Linked DNA regions of Sus scrofa: regions 2 and 3 are each linked to region 1. Evidence: chromatin contacts called from public Hi-C and HiChIP or PLAC-seq data. All regions are on one chromosome and are shown on one strand. The core of a region is the stretch at or near the end of the contact, and the rest is flanking DNA. Distances in the headings are between cores, read along the strand shown.

Region 1 (3,524 bases), core at 854-3,353:
ACCAACTGTTCCACAAGGGAAAAGTTAAACTAATAGCAAGCAGGGCATTAAGCACTGACCTCTTCCTCTCTAATTCACATACTTCATTTTTTTTTTCTTGTCTTATTATATTGGCCAGACCTCCAGCACAATGCTGAAAAGAAGCCATTACTGACAGTACCCTTATATGACCACAAATTTAATGATATTTCTAAAGTTTCATCTTTAAGTATCATGTTTTTTAGGGTTTTAGTAGATACACTGGTTTTGAATTTATGGAAACTTCTTCCTACTACTGGCTCAGTGAAAATTTTTGAACATTAATCCCTGACCCACCCTTCATCCTTCTCCTAGCAGCCTCCCACTCCTATTCCTTTCTCTTATTTCAGGTTCCTTCCTACATTCTCTGCATGTCAAAGGACTCTGCCACTCCAAGTAACTGAGACTCTTCAAAGATATTCTGGGGGTTCTAAACCTGTCTGCTGTTTCAGTTCCCTGAACTAAAGTGTTTCTAAAACTGATAACTGAAAAGGAAAAAAAAAAAAAAATCCTACAACAAACTGTTTTCATCACTTGCAGCCCATTTCTTCTTTCCATGTCTCAAACACACCCTTCAATGTTTTGTTTTTTTCCTTTAAAAATTCAAGGAAAAAAAAAATTGTTCTGGATTTCTCTTAACTCTCCAATTCAGAGCCTAGTTCTGCATGAGTCTGCTTAAGTAAGGGACCAAGAAAGAAAAATCTCGAGGATTTTAAAGAAGTTTTGAGGGAGCCAGTTGGATCCAGATGTTCATAACTTCTCTCTCCTTTGGTAAAATGAAAAATGTTGAAGAAAAATAGGAAAGGGCTAAGGGTGGTAATTATCAGCAAATATGGTAGTTCCAGGATATAAAAACTGAAGAGACAAAGGGGGAAAAAAAAAATCAACCCTTTAAAGTCCAAGCAAGTTCGGAATTCTTTCCCTCACCAGCTTTTCTTTCAAAACAAAAGGGCACACACGATCTTTCCCGAGGCAACAACACCGAGGGGAGCAGCCAAAATATTGCATCATACAAAACACTTCGCGCTTGAGAAACAAGAAAACCAGATGGTGGTAAAATACCTAAGGCAGGAAAACCTCAGTTGGGAATCTCGGTCTTTTCCGTAGGCGCAGGACTGCCTGCTCTTTTTAGAAAAAAATTTTTCAGATGGAACCGAAAATTAAAGTTACGGTTTCCTACCAGCCGAGAGTGAAACGCTCTTCTAGAAAGCGTTCAAAGTTCAGTTCATCAGCTCACCACGGGCTCCAGGCTTCGCCCCCCTGGCCGGGGGTGAACTTGGAGAGCTCAGGGGTGGGGTGGGGTCGGGCCCGGGCGGTGGCGGAGGGAGGGTGGTGGTGACAGGGCCCAACCCCGCCAGGGTCCCAGGGGCCGAGGGGGGCAGCTAGTCCCACCCGGACGCGGGACGACGGTGCTGCGTCCGCCGGGGCCCGCGCCGCTGGAGGCGCTGCCGGCGGCCGGGAGCGCTGGCTTTCTGGGGTCCCCGTCCCACCCCGGCTCCCTCGACGGCCTCCGTGGCGGGAAGGGGCGGGTGGGCCCAAGACAATGGGCCGGGGGCGCGGGGGCAGAGATTCCCTCCCTCCCGGTGAGGAGCGCCGCGCGGGGGCGCTGCGGGGGCGCCGGGGCTGAGGAGCGGCAGGGGACGCCGCCCCCCGCGGCCAGGCGGGCGCCGAGCACTCGGCGGGGCGGGACGGCGGCGAGCGCTCACCTTGACGAAGAGCTCGATGATGGGCTCTTTGTCCTCCTCCTTCAATCCGTTCAGCGGCATCGACAACGCCATGGCCGGTTCGGCTGGGCTCCGCGGACGGCGACGACGGCTGCTTCAGCTCTGGGGCTGCTCTGGCTCGGGCTCCCGCCACGCTGCGCCTCCCTGGACAGTCCCGGCGTCAACCTTGCCTTAGGATCGGCTCCTCCGCACCGCCCCACGCCCCGCGCGCGACTCTGAGGCGGCGGCAGCCCAAGCCTCTTCAAGTCGTGGGGCGTGGCCCGGGGAGGGGCTTCGGTTGGGGCGGGGCCAAAAGCCCAGCCTCTCCGGACTCTTCGGAGGAAAGGGGGCTGCCGGGGCTCGAGTGCTTGGCTTTAGGCTGGGGAGGCAGACCGACAGCTTTAGGGGGCTGGACCTAGGCTGGAGGGCGTGGCCTTGGAGGGCTCCTAAAATTGCCAAGTCTCAGGCGGGTGGCGGGCAGGACTCCGAGCCACGCCTCCCGAGGGGGCGGGAGGGAAAGTCCCCTGGGGACCAGCGCCTGACACCGCCTCCCGCCGAAGCGCTGGCGAGTCCTTGCAGCTGCTGCTGGCGCTTTGCCAGGTGACCTCAGCCTTCGGCCGGCCTGGGGAAGCGAGAAGGCGCCTCCCGCCCTCCCCCTGCAGCAGCCCCCAGGACTCATCGCCCTTGACCGCAGCGGTCGCCTCCTCAACTCCGTTAGGCGGAGCTCCCTTTTCCCTTTTCGGAAAGTTGTCATCCCCTTAGAAACACCTTTTTTTTCTCTCTCTCTCTTCTTACTTGTTTTTTCCCTTTGACTCTCCTGTCACTTCTGTCTTGGGAGCCAGCGTACGAGCAAATATATATGAGGCCTTACAGTGTTCCAGGCCCCCGGTTATAAGCGCGGCGGGGATCCCCCTCTTCTTCCGAAAGCCTACAGTCTGGAACTGCATCCTCCAGTGGCTGAATGTTTCGAAGGATTCCCAAGCCATGGTCCATGAGGTTCTCCTTTCCTGGCGTAATTTCTTTCCGTATTCACGTGGCAAACTTGAATGTGCATCAGGATCACCTGGTGCTACATCCAACCCTGCTTTACCCAGTTCTCTGAGTCTCCTCCTATGGGGAAGAGAGGAATTCACATTTTAACAAGCCCTGGGAGGAGTTGCCGTTGTGGGGCAGCGGAAATGAATCTGACCAGGAAAACCAGGAACCATGAGGTTGAGGGTTCAATCCCTGGCCTTGCTCAGCACGTTAAGGATCCGGCATTGCCGTGAGCTGCGATGCAGATTGCAGACGCAGTTGAGATCTGGTGTTGCTGTGGATGTGGTGTGGGTCGGCAGCCACAGTTGCAATTAGACCACTAGCCCCGGAACCTCCATATGCGATGGGGGCCGCCCTCAAAAAGACAAGGAAAAAAAAAAAGAAAGAAAGCCCTGGGACATTTTGATGTAGGTCGTCCTCAAACTGGAAAAACCATACTAGGGTTTGAAGCCCCCGAGGGCAAGGGCTGTGATACCTTGAGCCAGGTAGGAGGTAGGCGCTGGCTCTGGGTTTGCTACCCTTGAATGCCTGAGGCAAATGTCACCCCCTCTGAAAAGTTATTTGTTTGTTCCCTCTTCTGAATTTCCCTCAAACATGACCCAGCTACTACCCCACCCCACCCTCACCCCCCCACGCCCACTTCCCAGGTTTAAGTTGAATGCCGAGTCCTGAGATGGCCAGACATTAGGTTTATCTCCCACATCCTCGAGGCATAGCACTTGTCAGAATGTTTGAACAAACAACATGTGTGTGAAAATACAGTGAAAC
Region 2 (3,378 bases), core at 69-2,568, 35 kb before region 1:
AAATTCCCAGGCAATGGGTCCAATTGGAGCTACAGCTGTGGACCTACGCCACAGCCACAGCAATGCAGGATGTGAGCCGCATCTACAACCTATACCACAGCACACAGCAACAACAGATCCCTGACCCACTGAGCAAGGGCAGGGATAGAACCTGCATCCTCATGAATACTAGTTGGATTTGTTTCCACTGCACCACAACAGGAACTCCTTGCTGGCTTCTAGAACTCCAAGTCTGGGATGCATGAAGCAAAAATCAAAAAAACTCAGACACCATCCGTTCCATCCTCCCAGAAGTGGAAGTTTCTCAGAAGTATTTAATGTAGAAGTATTAAATTTAAAAAGCAAAATAAAAATATATAAAAGGTGGTATATACATATAACGGAATATTATTTGACAATAAAAAGCAATGAAGTACTGACATATGCCATCTGTAACTTGGATGAACTTTGAAAAATTATGCTAGGTAGAAGGAGCCAGTCATAAAAGAACACATATTCTACAACTCCATTTACATGAAATATCCAAAATAGGCAAGTACAGAGTTCCTGTTGTGGCACAGTGGGTTAAGGATCCAGTATTGCCGCAGCTGTGGTGTAGGTCTCAGCTCTGGCTCGGATTAGATCCCTGACCTAATGCCATAGGTATGGCAGAAAAAGAAAAAAAAGGGGGGGGGGGCAAAACCACAGAGACAGAAAGGAGATTAGCAGTTACCCAGGGCTGGGGCGGGGGGGGGGGGGGGGGGGTGCGGTGGGAGGAAGGGAAGAAGTGTTGGGAATGTCTGCTAAAGGGTACAGAGTTTCTTCCGGGAGTGATAAAAATGTTCTAAAATTAGACTGTGGTGATGACTGCATAACTGTGTATATACCAAAAATCCCATTGAATTGTACACTTTAAATGAGTGAAGTGAATATATAAATTATACCTCAATAAAGCCATTTCAAAAATATATACACATAGATTACAACTATAAATAGATACATAATAGACAAAATTTTGATTTGGGATAAATAGTTTTTAAATTATGATTATACATTACAAAAACATATCTATAATATTTTCTTAAAATTAGAAAGCCAAAAAAATTAGAAAACCTAAATAATCAAAGCAAAAATGTGAACAATACCACTAACACAGAAATAACTGCCAATTCCAGATAAACAATAAATCTCAGCACTGATTAAGGTTTTGTTCTTATAAAAGGGCTGGTTTTGTTTAATATGCTATCTAGGTTTCTTCTCACACACTCACTATTCCTCTCCCTGCCTCCCCACCCCTCACCCTCATCCCAGGACCTCTGTTGTAATTCTTGAATTGCCTAATACCAGTATTTAATGAGAAACTGCTGGACTAACTCCTATGTTACAGAAGAAGGGTCAGTGGTAGATGTCATAAACATTTTAATGTTTTACTAATTCAAGGTTAAGGAACTGCTCACTTAGAAAACCCAGTTTAATCAGTTTTAGGAATAGTCAGATTTTAAAACACTCTAGAAAGAGAGTTTTAACTTGGTTCCCCTCTATTTTCTTGTGTTTACGGCACAGGGGGTGAGGGGTTATTATGACTAGGGCTAGAGAAAGAGAAGCTGGGATCTGAAGGTAAGAATAGGCTCCTGACCATTAACTTACTTTCCTTGACCCGTTTTCTAGGGAATGTATGAGAACATGTACAGCCAAAAGAATGGACTTCAAAAGTTTAAGACCTCACTTACCTTTAGCAGGGATTCTATCTGCATTAGCTGTCTAAATTCACAAAATAGCTTCCTCTGATTTAGATTAACTTAAAAGTCACCAAAAAACACACACTAAATGGGCAAAGTCACCGGGCTTCTATTATCTACTTCCTCAGAGTTTTTACTAAACACATGCTGGAACTAAAGTTTAGAGCCCTAAAGGTTTATAAGCTGTTATCTTTCTATGGGGTCTGCAGAGTACAGAAGAAATAAGGAAATAACAAGATTGAGAATCAGACATACCTGGATTTGAATCCTGACTTCACTACTTATTAGCTGTGTGATCTTCAGTAAATTACTTAACATCTCTGAAACTTAACTTCCTACCACCATGATATTATGAGGATCAAATCAGTTAGGGTGCACACAGTTCCTGGCACATGGTAAGAGTTTAATAACTGTTACCTGGCTTTAAAGATACTTCATGGACAGAATTTAAGGCCTAACAACAATTCTTCAGTTCCTGCACTCAGTTATTAAAATCCCTAGATTACTTAATTACTTCAGAAAATAGGAGTGAGGAAAGAATCTAAGTAACTTCCAAACTAAGTTCTTCCAAATGACATATATATGCCCTAACGCTTTAAGAAATATGGTCTATGTAAAGTTTAAATGGTCCACTAAATGGAGTGAAGCAAAGATATCTTTTCTTTTCTTTTCTTTTCTTTTTTTTTTTTTTTTCCAGGCATGCCTGCAGCATGTGGAAGTTGCCAGGCCAGGGACTGAACTCGTGCCACAGCACTGACCATGCCAGATCTAAACCCACAGTACCACAAGATAACTCCCAAAAAATGTCTTTTGTTTAAGAAGATGTCAAAAATCCTGGCCATGCAAAGAATATGTCATTGTTTCCTGGCCAAAACCATATCACAGAAATAATTCTACAAATAAAGTCAAAGGATATACAGTGGAAGAATTACCCCATCCCAAGCTCTGTCCCTATAAATAAAACAGCCAAAGGACATTGAAAAGACCTCAGTTGCTACCATTCCCTTGTTCAGTATCACCAATTCAGGAAGTCTACTCTCTAAATGAGAGCCTGTTCAATTTAGAGAACTGATTAATTTGAAATTACATGAGGATTTGACATCCAGCTAACATGAAACTGCAGGGTAAGCTGTTAGAGTTCATATGAAACATTTACCATATTGAAGATGAACTCTAAACTCTCCCAAAACAAACTCTTCACATGTGTTAATCTAGCTAATATCCTCTCACTCAGCAGAGGATGGTGATTAAGCACCAGACTCCCAGACTACTCCAGCACTTACTAGCTGTGTGACTTTGAAAAAGTGATTTAACCTTTCTGGGCCTGTTTATGTCTTCTACAAAATGAGGACAATAACATGACCTACCTCACTTGATTGTTTGGAAGAAAGCTGAATTAATTAATATACTAAAGGGCTCAGAATTGCACAATGCTCTAAAACAGGGGGATGAGGAGGGAACTGTTCACTGAATACCCTTTCATACTTTTTGATATTTGTACCATACACATGAATCTTCCATTTAACAACAACAACAACAAAAAAAAAAGGCAAGCAATCAAAAACCTTTCAGGAGTTCCCACAGTGGCTCAGTGTGTTAAGACTAGTATCCTTGAGGATGTGGGTTCAATCCCTGGCCTCACTCAGGGGTTAAGGATCTG
Region 3 (3,364 bases), core at 480-2,979, 35 kb after region 1:
TGCCAGGACATTTCCCCTTTTCTGCTCTTGGTGTTGGAAGGCCCGAGACATCCTCCAGCTCAGTATCTTCCAGATCACATTCCTGGGAGCAGTTTTATTCCTTACGCTGGTCATAGATGTACCATAGAGGTAGTGTGATCAAATGCATGTGGGAAGTGCTGAGTTAAAGTGAAGCAGCCTCCCCTCACTGCAGCACCATCAGACACCATCCTGAGAGCAAGAGAAGATGCTGTGCAAGTTGGTGCCACCGGCCACAGGGGTCCACTGAGCACTGGAAATGTGGCCAAGGAGGAACTGAATTCTAAGTTCTAGTTCATTTTTTTTTTTATGGTCACACCAGGGCATATGGAAGTCCTTGGGCCTGGGATTGAATCTGAGCTGCAGCAATACCAGACCCTTTAACCCATTGTGCTGGCCAGGATCACACTTGTGCCTCCACAGTAACCTGAGCCACTGCAGTTGGATTCTTTTTTTTTCTTTTGTCTTTTTTGGGCCACACCCATGGCATATGTAAGTTTCCAGACTGGGGTGGAATTGGAGCTGCAGCCACCAGCCTATGCCACAGCCACAGCAACAGCAGATCTGAGCCACATCTTCAGCCTATACCACAGCTCGTGGCAACTCCAGATCCTTAACCCACTGAGCAAGGCCAGGGATCAAACCTGCATCCTCATGGATACTAGTCAGGTTTGTTACCACTGAGCCATGACAGGAACTCCTGCAGTTGGATTCTTAACCCACTGCACCACATTAGGAACTCCCAGTTCTAGTTCTTTTAGTTAACAGAATCTAAATAATCATATGTGGTGAGTTCCCTGGTGCCTAGCAGTTAAGGATTCAGCATAGTCACTGCTGTGGCTTGGGTTCGATAGCTGGCCTGGGAACTTTCCATATGCTGTGGGCACAGCCGAAATAAATAATCACATGTGGCTAGAGGACACCATATTGGACAGCACAGACCCAGAGCTTTTACTGTTCCAATAGGTGTTAAATGGCTTTCCCCAAGAGGTCTAGCTGACCTCTTTCTCTTTTTGTGTATGGTATGCTATTAAACCCATTTTGCAGTCTGAGAAATCCTCCTCTGCTCCAACTCTCACTTGTCGGATGAGGAAACTGATCCCAGAGAAGGGAAGGGAATTTCCCAAGATCACACAGCAAGTTAGATGCCCAGCTGTGGCGTGAACTCAAACCTCTTCTCTCTCCTGGTCCAGCTCTGTCCCTCAGGACTTTGGACCACTTTAACGAAGGGCTGATGCCAAAAGGCAGGACCAACACCGAGTTTGTTTAAGGTCCAGTTCTGTGACAAGACCTCGCTCATACATGGACTCCTTTCATGCCACAATAACTCTGTGAGATGGAAATAAGTAGCCCCAATTTACACACGGGAAAACTGAGGCTCAAAGAGGGACTCGCTCAAAGTGATACTTGTGGCTATTGCTTGAAATGAACAGAGCTGTGTCCAAAATGTTCGATTGCCAGGAAAAAGGTGGGGAAACGGCAGGAAGGAGAAAAATAAACCTCCGTGAACAATGAAACAAGGAATTGGGGGGGGGGGGGTAGGAACATAGGGAACTGGTCTGGGCCCATAGAAAAATCAGAACAAGAGGAGGAAACACTTGCAGAAGCCAAAGCTAAAACACGACCCCAACCATTACTGTCCACGGATGGGCGGGCCTCTGGTCCTCAGAAAGCCATCCTATTGGTTGGCTGGCAGCCAGTGGGGGAGCTGGAGTGAATGCTCTGGCCAACAGGAGAAGCCCTGACAAGTTGGAGTGGGAGAACCAATCAGATCCTCTCTCATATGAGGTTTGCAGCCAAAGGAGGAGAAGGAAGCAGCAGGTGGTCGCCTTGATGTAAAATTGTGTAAATGCTGTAGCTATAGACGTGAGCAAATGAGCAGCGTGTAGTTCACAAGAAGGGATGACTTACGAGCCCTCAATCCATAATGAGTAACAAGGGACAATGGATGACATTGTGCTGTGTGGGTGCCGTTAGGGGAGATGATCAAGACTTCTTGTCTGAAGGATGTGGGCTGGGAAGGGATTAGATCAGTCGGCTGGACTGGGGAGAGACCACTTCCTTCACCTTCCATATTCCACATCCAGAAGCCACCCACACCCCGGTCTCAAAGTCTGCTTCTAAAACCCTGGGCATGGCTGGTGGCCTCTGGACCAGAGGCAGCACCCCGTCCCAGCTGGCCAATCACATTCACGTTCCTAGAATTTGAAATTGAAACCTAGATCCTGGCCTCTGTTGGGTGTTGGAACTGAGAGGACCTATAAAGCTGGGGCTGAGGCAGCCGGGAGCCCTGAGAAAGCTCGTGATCAGCGAAAGGGAGAAAAATGTGGGCATGCGGACCAGATGGGCAGGGGTGGTGGCGAATAATGTCATTTTTTATTTTCTGGTGTGTTTCTGGCCCCTTGGAGCTCCAGCTGCTTTTCCTACCCTTTGCCCTCACACAAGCATCCTGCCAGGAACCTCCCCACCTCCTGCCTCCCATTTATGCTTAAGGAGACTGAGGCGGTTCTGTCTTTGTAACTAAAGTGATGCTTGGTGTGTGTGTGTGTGTGTGTGTGTGTGTGTGTGTGTGTTGGGGAAAACATATTGAATATTGTGTCTGTGAGAGCCTGTCCGCCTTCTGAGGTTATATTTTGACAAGCTACTTTTTTTTTTTTTTTCTCTTTTGCTCCCGAGGCATATGGAGGTTCCCAGGCTAGGGGTCCAACCGGAGCTGTAGCCGCCAGCCTACACCACAGCCACAGCAACTCAGGATCTGAGCCTCGTCTGCGACCTGCACCACAGCTCACAGCAACGCCGGATCCTTAACCCACTGAACGAGGCCAGGGATCGAACCCACAACCCCACGGTCCCTAGTGGGATTTGCTAACCACTGAGCCACGACGACGGGAACTCTGACCCATGTGGTCCTCCCACATGTTATGTCAGGAGCTGGAGAAGACACCCTCTTCTGACAGCCAGCTTTCTTACTGGTTTTCTGTTTGTTTCTTTTTAGGGCCGCACCTGAGGCATAAGGAAGTTCCCAGGCTAAGGTCCGACTCAGAGCTGCAGCTGCCAGCCTATACCAAACTCACAGCAACACCAGATCCAAGACACATCTTCAACCTACACCACAGCTTGCAGCAAAGCCAGATCCTTAACCCACTGAGCGAGGCCAGGAATCGAACCTGCATCCTCATGAATACTAGTCAGGCTCTTAACTCGCTGAGCCTCAACAGAAACTCCTGACAGCAGCTTGCTGCTGCAATGCTAAGTACCACATTTATTCAAAGAATCAGTCGTTCATTCTACAAATGTTTATTGAATGCCTACTATGTGACACACATTATTCTAGGTGACAGGGATG

Evidence for each region. Hi-C and Micro-C count contacts between places; a contact is called where the count stands out from the background. HiChIP or PLAC-seq counts read pairs in DNA pulled down with a chosen protein or histone mark.
Region 2: a contact with region 1 is called in a Hi-C map of liver, with 4 times the contacts expected there. The contact joins the enhancer-like site here to the promoter of CLIC4 in region 1. A contact is called at or near these places in 6 of 47 Hi-C or Micro-C datasets (embryonic fibroblasts, fibroblasts, heart right ventricle and 1 more).
Region 3: an H3K27ac HiChIP or PLAC-seq map of skeletal muscle shows a contact between it and region 1. The contact joins the enhancer-like site here to the promoter of CLIC4 in region 1. A contact is called at or near these places in 12 of 47 Hi-C or Micro-C datasets (alveolar macrophages, embryonic fibroblasts, fetal heart ventricle and 6 more) and 1 of 2 datasets of contacts at active chromatin or transcription factors (skeletal muscle).

The regions. Positions count from the first base shown.
Region 1 is chr6:82,399,620-82,403,143 of Sscrofa11.1, reverse strand. CLIC4 (chloride intracellular channel protein 4) reads right to left here and starts at 2,103. Exons shown (of 6, transcript XM_021095589.1): 1 at 1,725-2,103. The coding sequence starts at 1,796.
Region 2 is chr6:82,434,116-82,437,493 of Sscrofa11.1, reverse strand. All of the region lies in intron 1 of CLIC4 (chloride intracellular channel protein 4), which reads right to left. Among named protein-coding and RNA genes, the nearest start is that of CLIC4, 35 kb to the right of the region's middle. Within about 2 kb of position 1,318, at least 9 of the 83 cell types and tissues checked have an H3K27ac peak or open chromatin away from gene starts, as enhancers often do. A contact at or near this core is called in liver, where this site is marked.
Region 3 is chr6:82,364,211-82,367,574 of Sscrofa11.1, reverse strand. No RefSeq gene overlaps it. Among named protein-coding and RNA genes, the nearest start is that of CLIC4, 35 kb to the left of the region's middle. Within about 2 kb of position 1,729, at least 20 of the 83 cell types and tissues checked have an H3K27ac peak or open chromatin away from gene starts, as enhancers often do. A contact at or near this core is called in retroperitoneal adipose tissue, skeletal muscle and subcutaneous adipose tissue, where this site is marked.